2 separate regions of the Sus scrofa genome follow, and region 1 is linked to region 2. The links are chromatin contacts, called in public HiChIP or PLAC-seq maps. All regions are on one chromosome and are shown on one strand. Each heading gives the region's core, a stretch centred on a gene start, on an enhancer-like site or on the middle of the called end of the contact. The rest is flanking DNA. Distances are from core to core; before and after follow the strand shown. Region 1 holds the start of TLN2 (talin-2). Region 2 overlaps TLN2 (talin-2).

What was found. HiChIP or PLAC-seq counts read pairs in DNA pulled down with a chosen protein or histone mark.
Region 1: a contact with region 2 is called in an H3K27ac HiChIP or PLAC-seq map of skeletal muscle, with 4 times the contacts expected there. The contact joins the promoter of TLN2 here to the enhancer-like site in region 2. A contact is called at or near these places in 1 of 5 promoter capture datasets (liver), 5 of 47 Hi-C or Micro-C datasets (embryonic fibroblasts, heart right ventricle, liver and 1 more) and 1 of 2 datasets of contacts at active chromatin or transcription factors (skeletal muscle).

What each region holds. Positions count from the first base shown.
Region 1 is chr1:109,677,393-109,683,336 of Sscrofa11.1, reverse strand. It overlaps TLN2 (talin-2), which reads left to right and starts at 2,674. Exons shown (of 59, transcript XM_021094283.1): 1 at 2,674-2,803.
Region 2 is chr1:109,557,328-109,562,819 of Sscrofa11.1, reverse strand. The region is part of intron 2 of TLN2 (talin-2); the gene reads left to right. Among named protein-coding and RNA genes, the nearest start is that of TLN2, 120 kb to the left of the region's middle. Within about 2 kb of position 1,854, at least 14 of the 83 cell types and tissues checked have an H3K27ac peak or open chromatin away from gene starts, as enhancers often do. A contact at or near this core is called in retroperitoneal adipose tissue and skeletal muscle, where this site is marked.

The DNA.
Region 1 (5,944 bases), core at 1,425-3,924, 120 kb before region 2:
GCCGTGGGTGCGGCCCTAAAAAAGCAAAAAATAAACAAATAAATAAATTAAATAAAATAAAAATAAATTAATAAAATTTAAAAATAGAAATAGTAAATGGCTTTGAGGCCTTAAGAGTGGTTGGAGAAACTGAGACACTATAAAAATAGATGAACTGTCCTAAGTCAGTTAGTTAGAAGCAAAGAATTCTAGGACTGATGTTCTCATTGGGGAAAAGCATTCGATTCAGCTTAGAGCACCACAAAATAGTGCTAATTGGATACATAATGGGCAGATATTCAGACATCTGCACCTCATTGCTCTGAATGTCTCACATTTAGCTGTTATTTTGAAAAGAGTAAAATTATTACACTAAACCATGCCTATAACTCTACAAGATGTTAGTAACCCAGGACCCAGCTAGATACTTGAGAGTCTAACAAGAGATGAGTTTTCAAATATCTTGGGAACTAGCCAAGTAGACAGTGAACAAATATGCTAAGTATTTATTGTACATCTACTATGTGCCAGTCCTATTTTAGGCACAGAGGTGCAGATACGATCCTTGCTTTCATGGAGCTTGCTTTCTAACATTAAATGTCCTCTCATTGGCAGGCAGCAGAACAGTATGGTATACTTTGAGAAGGGTGAATTAGTGATTGAAAATCTTACAATCCTTGGGGTAAAAAACTGATTTTGAGATGCTTGATGGAAAATCATTGGGCCCTGTGAACTGAGGACAAAGTGGAAGGGAAAGTTACTCTAGTTGCAATCAGTTCAGTTCTTCTCTTCATCTTGAAGACCTTCTTACATAAAGCTGTCATTTAAGCTATAAAAATATGGTTGCTCCTTTTCAGTAAACCAAGGAACAATATGGGTGGCATTAATGAGCTTATTACCAATTTTTTTTTTTTGGTCTTTTTTTAGGGCTGCACCTGTGGCACGTGGAAGTTCCCAGGCTAGGGGTCTAATTGGTGCTGTAGCTGCCGACCTACACCACAGCCACAGCAACATGGGATCCGAGTCGCGTCTGCAACCTACACTATAGCTCACGGCAATGCCAGATCCTTAACCCACTGAGCGAGGGCCAGGGATCAAACCTACATCCTCATGGATGCTAGTCGGGTTCATTAACCACTGAACCACGATGGGAACTCCACCAATTTCTTATAGAAAGCAGTAAACGGAGTTCCCTTTGTGGCATAGTGGAAACGAATCTGACTAGGAACCATGAGGTTGTGGGTTTGATCCCTGGTGTTGCTCAGTGGGTTAAGGATCTGGTGTTCCTGTGAGCTGTGGTGTAGGTCGAAGATGCGGCTCAGTCCTGCGTTGCTGTGGCTGTGGCTGTAGCATAGGCCAGCCGCTGCGGCTCCGATTAGACCCCTAGCCTGTGAATCTCCACATGCCATGGGTACAGCCCTAAAAAGCAAAAAAAAAAAAAAAAAAAAAAAAAAAAAAAAAGCAGTAAACAGTTATTTTTTAATCATGCCCTGAGGTGGCTTCCTGCCACCACCAGTTACTGTTAGACTGGTGAATGTTTAAAAGATGTGATGAACAGAACCCCTTTTCCTGTGCAATTAGAAGCAGCCTGTGGGAGTTCCCGCTGTGGCTCAGTGGTAGTGAATCTGACTAGTAACCATGAGGATGTGGGTTCAATCCCTGGCCTTGCTCAGTGGGTTAAGGATCTGGCATTGCTGTGAGCTGTGGTGTAGGTCACAAAGAGGCTCGGATCTGGTGTTGCTATGGCTGTGGTGTAGGTCTGCAGCTACAGCTCTGATTTGACTCCCAGCCCAGAAACTTCAATATGCTGAGGGTGCAGCCCTAAAAAGACAAAAGGAAAAAAAAAAAAAAAGAAAAAAGAAAAAGCAGCCTGTGCCCTCCAACTTTAAAACTTTCTCAGATTGCCAGTTAATTGGTTCTGTGACTGTGCTTTTTGATTTATAAAGTTTATTCCCTGCAATAAGTTACACTTACTGTCCACTAATGGTGTAAAGATCTCTATGGTTGTGATAAAATCAAGTCCATTTACCTGGAGGAGAACATGCTATTGTTTGTATAGAGTGTCCAGCCTTATCCAATGTCCCAGTGGACTACTTCAAGATAGTTTCAATTTACATTATCTCCAATTCATAGAAACAACAATTTCATGCTCTGAGAAACACTAAAAAGTTGTAGCAGTTTAATTTGTGAGTAACCGAAGAGATGTGCTACCTATTTTGGGGGGAAAGGGGTTCATCCTGGTCATCTTATACTAGGATTGAAAAAAAAATACGACCTCTCATTGTATTACAATTTTTTCTTGAATTACAAAAGCAACGTGTCCCTTACAGAAAAATCAGAAACTAGAACTAAGCAGAAAAAGAAAAATCACCTACAACCTTACAAAAATCTAGATGTTAATGGTCTTAGTGTTTATGGGTCCAGTCTTTTCTGCTTCTCTTCACACATCATAGTTTTAAAAATGGGATCATATGGTACACAGTGTTTTGTGATTTGTCTCCCGGTCTCCTTAATAACTTCAAATTGTTTCAGGCCATCCTACAACACTTCCTAATGGCTGTGTAAATCAAAGAGGTATGTAATTGACTTTATTTAAGGGCACAGTAGGCAGGAGGAAAATTTCTTCTTATGAATTTCATAGATTATGCCCCTCATTCCTAAAGCCGGTCTCTAAATCACTAAATGACCTCTGCCCAGGTGTCGACGTGTGTAACACGTGAGAAGAAGGACGATTCCGCTTAGGGTTCCCGCTGAAAGCTTCGCAATAGGACGCCACAGCCCATGAGGATCCTCCCGTCGGAACCGCACCTCGCTTCCTCCAGAGGTAGGCTAGCGGCCCTGGGAAGCGCTCTGCGGACCCAGGGGCCCCATTCCCCGAGACGGTGCATCCCTCTCCCCCTTACAAAGCAGAGCCCGAGTTTTGCGACAGTTAGGCCGGCGCGTCCCTTAGGCTCGCGGACCCTCTTAAGACCGGATGGCGGGCTAGAGACCCAGGAGGGGACCCAGGGCGCCCGAGCCGGCCCAACTCCGGTGCCGCGCTGCGCCGCGACCGGACCGGAGCCGCGCGGGGCCGCGCCGTCCCCGAGTGATGACGCGCTTCCTGCCCTCCCGGCGCTCCCGGGCCGTGCGCTCGCGCTCGCCCTCGGCTCTTGTTCCGCGCCTGGAGCCAGCGGCGGCGGCAGCGGCTGAGGCGGCTGCGGGAGCAGAGCGGTCGCCGGGCGCGCGGGGGGACGCCGGCTGCACTCCCGGGCAGGCGCTCTGCAATGAGACAGTAAATGCATTCCCCGGTAAGGCGCACGGCTCACTCGGGTTTTCCTCTTCCTCCACCTGCATGCATGTTGCATGAATTTCTCGTGTCTTTTCCCTCCCATCTACAGAAGGAAAATGTGGGTGGTTTACCCCTTCCTTTTGCATCTCGTGAGTGATAGCAATGCAGAAAAAACCCCTTAAAGCTCTCAGGTTTGATGTTTTAGGAGGGCTTTTTGCAGGAAAATAAAAATAAAATAAAATTAATGCACCTGTCTATTGCACATTATGTTTCACTGCACTGGACCTGGGCGCCGCGGTTTGCAAACAGCCTCGTAGCCGGCGAGCAGATACCTAGCTGTGAGCAGCCGGTCCCCTCCGGGGCTCCCGCTAGGTTTCCGGTAACTGGGCTTTGAAAAGCGGCCCCGCCTGCACGCAGTGTCCCCTCGGCCCCGGCCGGGCCCCCGCGCCGGGAGAGTTGGCGCGGGCGGAGCGGCTTCATTCCAGCACTGGTCGCCCCGACTCTAGCGCCACTTTGCAAACAAGTCTCCAGCCAGGCTCCAAGCAAGACTGCCGGCTGGTGCGGAGCTCTTTTCCCAGTCCCGGACTCTCAGACCTGCTGATTCCACGACTCCCCTTTACTTGGCATTCTCGCCGCAAGCAAACTGCTGGCTGCTGAGGGACCAGGAGCGAGGGGAGGATTGGGATTGAGTGCCGCTGGCCTCGCGTTGGACGAGGGGCACCCTCCCCTACTTCGGCCTCAGGAGCTGAAATTTCGCGCCTGCCGGGAGCCAGGGGTCCTGGAGCCTGGCATTTCGAGATCCCCCGAGGGGACCGAGGAGCGACATTCGAGGGCGCCATATTTTCAGTGGGTCTTGGCTACGGAGGGGAGGGGGCGAACAGTTGGTGGGCCCCGGGGAGAGCGCGGCGTCCCCGCCGGAGAGGCTGGAGCGGTTTTCGCCCAGAAAGTTTGCGCGCCCAGGCCGGCACGGAGGCAGCCCCGTGGGGCGCGCACGGCGCCTGTCCCCGCAAGGGCGCGCGGGCTGCAGCGCGTCGTCAGGCCAGCTGGCCGGCATTGAGGGCCGAGAGCCGCCGTCGGGGACTGCGCGCTAGGCTCGCCTCCTTCCCGGGTCCCGCCGGCGCAAGGAACACGCCCCTCTCCTGCCGCCGCGGCCACCCGGGCGCTCCACCCGAGCCGTGCGCTTGGACGCGTCCCCCGGCAGGGTGCGGGTGTGGAGCGTTTTGCCGGCGTCGGGATCTGCCTGGGCGCCCCCCAGGGCGCGGGTGCTCACTCCCTGCGGAGACGAGGCGCCCGGGTTATCGTGTTAGGGCGGACGGCCTAGGGTGCGGTGGCTCCGGGGCCGAAGACCAGCCCGAGACTCCTCGCCTCCCTGGCTGCGGCGGCGACAGTGGCAGCGGCGGCGCCGGCGGCTGCGTGCCCGCCTCTTGCCGCGGTGCCAGCTCTCGGAGGCGAGGTAAGGGGGGCGTTTCCAGAAGTTGGGGCTTCAGGTGACGCATGGGGAAACTTGGATTTTTGCTGCCTGGGAAGAGCCCAGGAGACTTGGGGAAAGGAAGTTGATTCAGATTCCCCGTGTCTCGCTCGTGGTGAAAAACCTCTGGCTATTCCCAGAAGATAGGAAAGGAATGAGCTGAGGAGTTGGCGTGGTCCACGACAGAGTGAGAGATAGGAGATAGGGATGATGTTCTGGAGCATTGGATCCCCAAATATACATCAATTGCGAGCACCCTGATGCTCTAAGTATCACTTTAGTTTGTGGTAGTACCTGAGGGTGCTGAGCAGTGACTTTCTTCAGGTTGCGCGCTCCCCTCTCTTCTACAGAGTTCTCTTAGGAGTGGGGCGGTGGGGAATCTTTACTTTTGAAAGAGACTGATCTCTGCTTTGTGAAAGGGCAGGGCAAGGGCGTGTTTGCTGACCTACAGTTCGCTGGCAGGAACGTGTCAGCCTCTCTCCTTGGCGTTTTACTGAAATGATGCCATAGTATTGAGGTCATGTCAGCACTTTAGGGCTTCATCATTGGAGAGGCTTCAAGGGATCACTGAAGGGGATGTGGGGGAGGAGGGGTAGGTTTTCATCTCAGAGATGTGCCCTGTGATGTCAGGGATTAGGCTGCCCTTGAGTCTGTTTTTCTAAGTGCCTCCAGTGAGAATGTCAACCGTTGAATTGCTAAGATTTTTATCTTCCTTGTTGGCTGATTTCAGATATCTATGCAAAAACCCAAGAGGGGCAGCGGATGTGACAAGACAAATGGCCTTGAGAGGGGAGGGATACCTGCAGGGATGCTAATTTTGTTTTCAGTGAGCCCTAGAATTGTGGAGAACACTCTGGGCTTAAGACACATTCGTTTAAAATTAGCATAATTAATTTAGAAGAGAATCAAATCAGTTGCTGAAAGCCTTCATCCTTTTTGTAAGTTTCCAGGCTTAGAAGTGGTACCTTGAATCACAGAAACCCAGGCTCTTCAGATTGGGGAAGTTACTGGTTTTTCTCTGCCTTTGTACCCACTCAGGTCATGAAGGAGATAGGAACGAGTTCTGTTTTTGGCATTGAGGTTATACTTCTTCCTCTAAAGGGCAAGTGATCCTTTAAACTTGCTCCTGTTGATTGAGTTATTGGGGGATATTCTTTACAGGCATAGGCATATTTATATGGATCTTGATTCACCTACTGTTAAATCTACTTGTTCAGGGTTTTTCAACT
Region 2 (5,492 bases), core at 605-3,104:
TGCTGTGGCTGTCCAAGGCTCCACCAGTACTCCCTTGGACTTGGGCACAAAGTAAAATTCCTTCGTGGGGGAGGTGCTGTTTGGAAAGGAATTTGTTCCTCAACTGAGTCACTTTGTCCTGCTATTGAACATGCATAGTCATCTTGAGCAGTTCAAGATGCAGAAGAAAGATAGCATTGTTTCAGGACAGTTCTCACAGGCTGTTCTTGGCCATCTTTTCTGGATGTGCAGGCCCTGCCACGGTCCATATGTCAACACGATTTTCATCTTTGGAATCGGGGAACCTGAGGGGACTTGCCATTTGGCCAGAGCACTGCTGTTCCTCACTAACAGTGCCACTGAAAATGGCATTTTTGGGTCCATTTGGGAGTTTAGAAATATTCCACTTAGAGGTGCAATGTGCCATGGGCATATTGAGACTGTTCCAGGGAGCATGGGCCGTGATCTTTTTCAAAAGGCTGAGAGAACTGGGATAGGTAAGCACCCTCCACGTCTTGTTGAAGAAAAGGAGATTTGTCTCTACTCCTTTTGCTTCCATTTGGCCCAGGGATATGGGTTGGGCCATCTCTTGGCGCATTCGGGGCTATACAAAGTCCCTTTTGTTCCCCTTCCTCCTGAGCCGGTCACATGTGTCTCTTGGCCTGGGGTTGTCAAACATGCCTTTGGCTGAGGCCAAGGGGAAGGCCAGGGTGGACATCCATGACTGGCCATTGAGAACTTCCGTCAGTTCTGTCCCTGCTGGGCTTGAACTGAGGGGGCCACACTTCCATGAGGTTGCTTGGATACCACCCTCAGTTTTTTGATTGGCTCTCCCCTGAATGAAGCTTGTGCTTCCACTGCCCTGGGAAAAACCTTAATTCTTGGCTAGAGCTTTTCATGGTGTGGTCACCCTCTGAATTGTAAGGCCACCTGCTCTGGTGCAGCATATCTAAGTGGCAGAATGACTGCAAGTTGTCCTTGGGAAGGAATAGACACAATGAAAGGAATCCAGCCACACTGGCCTGCGTTGCCCTCTGGAAGTGGCTCTTTTCTTTAATTACACCTAGTTAGACCTGCAGGATTTTAAAGTGGTGAATGATTTTATACTGTACCTAATGGAAGTCTCACTGATCATTCCTTGTTTATTTTCTAAAGATCTATTTTGAGGAATCTTATAACTGATTTCGGAGAAGATGATTTCCAAGGTAGATAACTAATAAATGGGTCTCATGTCCATGAAGGGTTAGTACTAAGATACTAGCTGAAAAGCAGCGAAGCATGATTTGGACACAGTAGCCCCAGTGGGTACAGACAGCATGGCATGTAGCATGGCTTTGTGGTCTGTATTGCTTTCTTTGTCCTAGGCCTCTGATGGGCCCAGTGGGAGGCCTGGTGACAGGTGACTGTGCCTTCAGGAATAGGGCGGTCTAATGCATGAATTGGAAGATATCATCACAGCTTTCCTCAGCTGCAGGAGTCTTTTCAGAACTTGGGGTCTATTCCTTTTGACAAGGCTGCTTATTTCCTACTTAGCGTCTTTTAAAAACAAGCCTTGTTTTTCTTGGAAACGATATTGTAGCTTGAATTTTCTGAATTTGACAGATTTTCTTAAGTGCCTTTAAAACATGGAGTTGCCAAAAAAGAATGCTTGGATTGCTGGCTTCCCTTCAGAGGATGTAAATTGAGCTTTTAGGCTTTGAAGTTTCTGAGGAAGGTTGTCTTTGTGACATAATGGGAAAAGCTGTGGGTAGGGGGGTCAGCCAGGATGGCAAGCCTGTGCTGCCAACTGGTGCCTGACCTTGGACAAGTCATTCCAGGCTCTGGGCATCAGGTTCACTGCAGTAAGCACTGGGCCTATGATAGCTGGGCTCTCCTGAAAGGGCCAATATCAGAGAGGGATCCTCTGCATTCTGGACTTTAAAGTTGGTTATCACAACTCTATTGATCCATAAAGATGCATGTTGTGTCATCTGTTGCTTGGCTTCTGGCCCAGCTCTGGGACAAGGGAGAGGGACGAAATCTTTGGCTCAGGATCCAGGTTTGGAGATGGAATTGGGAAATGTGAACACAAAGGCCGGCTGTGAGAACTGCCACTTGGCAAAATGGCAAGTCAGCGTGAAATGTAAAGGCTGGGTGATAAATGGTCTTGGACCCTGCTTTCCTGTCACCTGCCTCCCTTCCTTCTGGATTCCTGGTAACAACTTTGAGGCTAATCTTTGCATTTTAGGTGTCATTAAGCCTAGAGGAGAGTTGGAGGAAAACAGTTTTGTAAAGCTCGGGTAGTTTTCACTTTACAGCTTTGTTTGCTGTCTTGTAAGCTGTTTCTCTATTAGCTGCCTGCTCTTCCAAGGCCACATGCTTCATACCTTAAGACCTGGCCACATTCATCGAGAATGCCTGGATTTACGTGGCCAGTTTTGGAGCTCTGCTGAAACAGAGTTGAAAAATTCCCTCGGTAGTCATTTAAAGAGTTTTATTTTTATTAATTTCAGAAGTAATGTGTTTACTGTAGATAATCTGTGAGGTGTGGAAAAAAAAAAGTAAAAATTACCCACTTGGAGGAGTTCCCATTGTTGCGTAGTGGAAACAAATCCGACTGGGAACCTTGAGGTTGCGGGTTCGATCCTTGGCCTCGCTGAGTGGGTTAAGAATCCTGCGTTGCCATGAGCAGTGGTGTAGGTTGCAGACGCAGCTCGGATCTGGCGTTGCTGTGGCTGTGGTGTAGACCGGCAGCTGTAGCTCCGATTAGACCCCTGACCTGGGAACATCCATATGCCGTGGGTGTGGCATTAAAAAGCAAAAACAAAACAAAACAACAACAACAAAATCACCCACTTGGAGTGAAACAAACAAACATGCTGACCTTCCTCAGAATGACCCTGAATTCTATGCGTGTAGCTTTGAGATCTGAACTAACCGTCCCCAGGCACCTGGCATCATCAAGGACCTATGGCATATCTTGATGTAACATATGGTTGGTATTTATCCTGTTCTGAACTTGAGTCCTCCACTTACTGCAATATAGAACACTGATGTTGTCTACTTAACCCCAAAGTGCTTTTTTGACATCCAGAGTTTTCTTAAGTAACTAGTGGATTTACTTATGCCACCACCTTCTAAAGGTCAGTAGGCAAGTGATTTTCTGGCTGTGGACTGAGAAGGAAAACACAGTGCCCACCCTCCCCCTTTGCTTTTCCCTTCCTGGAAATTCCCAGGCTTCCTAGTGGCCATTCGGGTGCCCTTGGCCCTGCTCTGTGGAGCTCCCATAGCGTGCCCTGCCCATTTCCTCTCCTGGCTCTTCTCCATCTGAGGTCTTTCTAGAAGTTTTTTCCTGTTCCGAATTTATTTTCCTCTTTTATTGGCCCCTTCCCCTCCTCCTCTGTCCTGTGAGCTCTTTGTCTGAAGGCGTGGTAGAGTAAGAAAGCCTCACTTGGCTTCTAGAAGTAGGTGGCTGTCCTATGGTGGGGCTCACACCACTTCCCCAGTTGTTCTCTCTCTTGACAACCCTCCCTTTGATTTGTAGTTGTCAGCCAACTGTACAGTATCTAAGACTTGAGAATCTGAATTGGGGAAAATGAGTACCTGGGCTTTGTTGCCACATCTGCCTGTTGTCTGATAATTACAATTTTGAGCCTTTATTTATCCATCACTATAACTCATTGTGTGTAAAGCTTGTGAAGGAATTGTGTAAAGTTGTAAATTTGCAGGGATTTTCTGTATTCCAACTGTTCTTTCTTTCCTGGCAGACAAGGTAGTAGTTGAAGATTTTATGTTTTTGCTTAATTCTGATAGTCCTGCAAGTAAATGGAGATAGGTCCCTTGTTTAGGAATTGGAAGACTTAACATAAAGATATACCCTCCCCTCAAAAGACAATCTTTTCAGCAAGTGGTGCTGGGAAAATTGGACAGCCGTATGTAAATCAGTGAAACTGGAACACACCCCACACCATGCACAAAAATAAACTAAAAATGGCTTAAAAACTTAAACATAAGACACCATCAAACTCCTAGAGGCAAAACATTCTCTGACATCAACCTTACAAATATTTGCTCAGGTTACTTTCCTAAGGCAACAGAAATAAAAGCAAAAATAAACCAATTGGAACTAATCACTCTGACAAGCTTTTTCATAGCAAAGGAAACTATAAAAAAAGAGAACTTACAGAATGGGAGAAAATAGTTTCAAATGATGCAACAGACAAGAACTTAATCTCTAAAATATATAAACAACTTACACAACTCAACAACAAAAGAGCCAACAACCCAGCTGAAAACTGGGCAAAAGGCCTGAATAGACATTTCTCCAAAGAAGATATACAGATGGCCAACAGGCACATGAAAAAATGCTCAACATCACTGATCATTAGAGAAATGCAAATCGAAACTACTATAAGGTACTACCTCACACCTGTCAGAATGGCCATCATTAATAAGTCCACAAATAACAAATGCTAGAGGGGGTGAGGAGAAAAGGGAACCCTCCTAACACTGTTGGTGGGAATGTAAATTGGGTACAACCAGTGTGGAAAACAGCATGGGAGGTACCTCAGAAAACTAAATATAGAATTATCATATGACCCAGCAATCCCACTCTTGGGTATATATCCAGACAAAACTTTCCTTGAAAAGGACACATGCACTCGTATGTTCATTGCAGCACTATTCACAATAGCCAAGACATGGAAACAACCTAAATGTCCATTTACAGATGCTTGGATTAGGAAGATGTGGTATATATACACAATGGAATACTATTCAGCCATAAAAAGGAACAAAATAATGCCATTTGTAGCAACATGGCTGGAACTAGAGACTCTGATACTAAGTGAATTAAGTCAGAGAAAGCTAAACACTATATGATATCACTTATATCTGGAATCTAATATATGGCACAGATGAACCTTTCCACAGCAAAGAAACTCACAGACTTGGAGAACAGACGTGTGTTTGCCAAGGGGGAGGGGGAAGGAGTGGGATGGACTGGGAATCTGGGGTTAATAGATGCAAACTATTGCCTTTGGGAAGGGATGAGCAATGAGATCCTGCTGTATAGCACTGGGAACTATATGTAGTCACCAATGACAGAGCACAATGGAGGATAATGTGAGAAAAAGAATGTATATATGTATGTGTGACTAGGTCTCTTGGCTGTACTGTGGAAATTGACAGAACACTGTAAACTAGGTAGGTATAATAGAAAAAATAAAAATCATTAAAAAAAAAAAGATATCCCTTCCCCAAACTGACCTGAAGATTCAGTGCAATCTGTCAGAATTCTAGAAGAGTATTTTATTTTAAAAAATATTTTTTAAAATTATAGTTGATTTACAATGTTGTGCCAATTTCGGCTACGAAGTGACTCAGTCATATATCTATATATATGTAGATATCTATATCTACATATATATACACATATAGATATATACATCTGTCTATCTATATGTATCTGTACACATACTTATACATACACACATATTCCCTTTCTCATATTATTTTCCACCACGGTCTGTCCC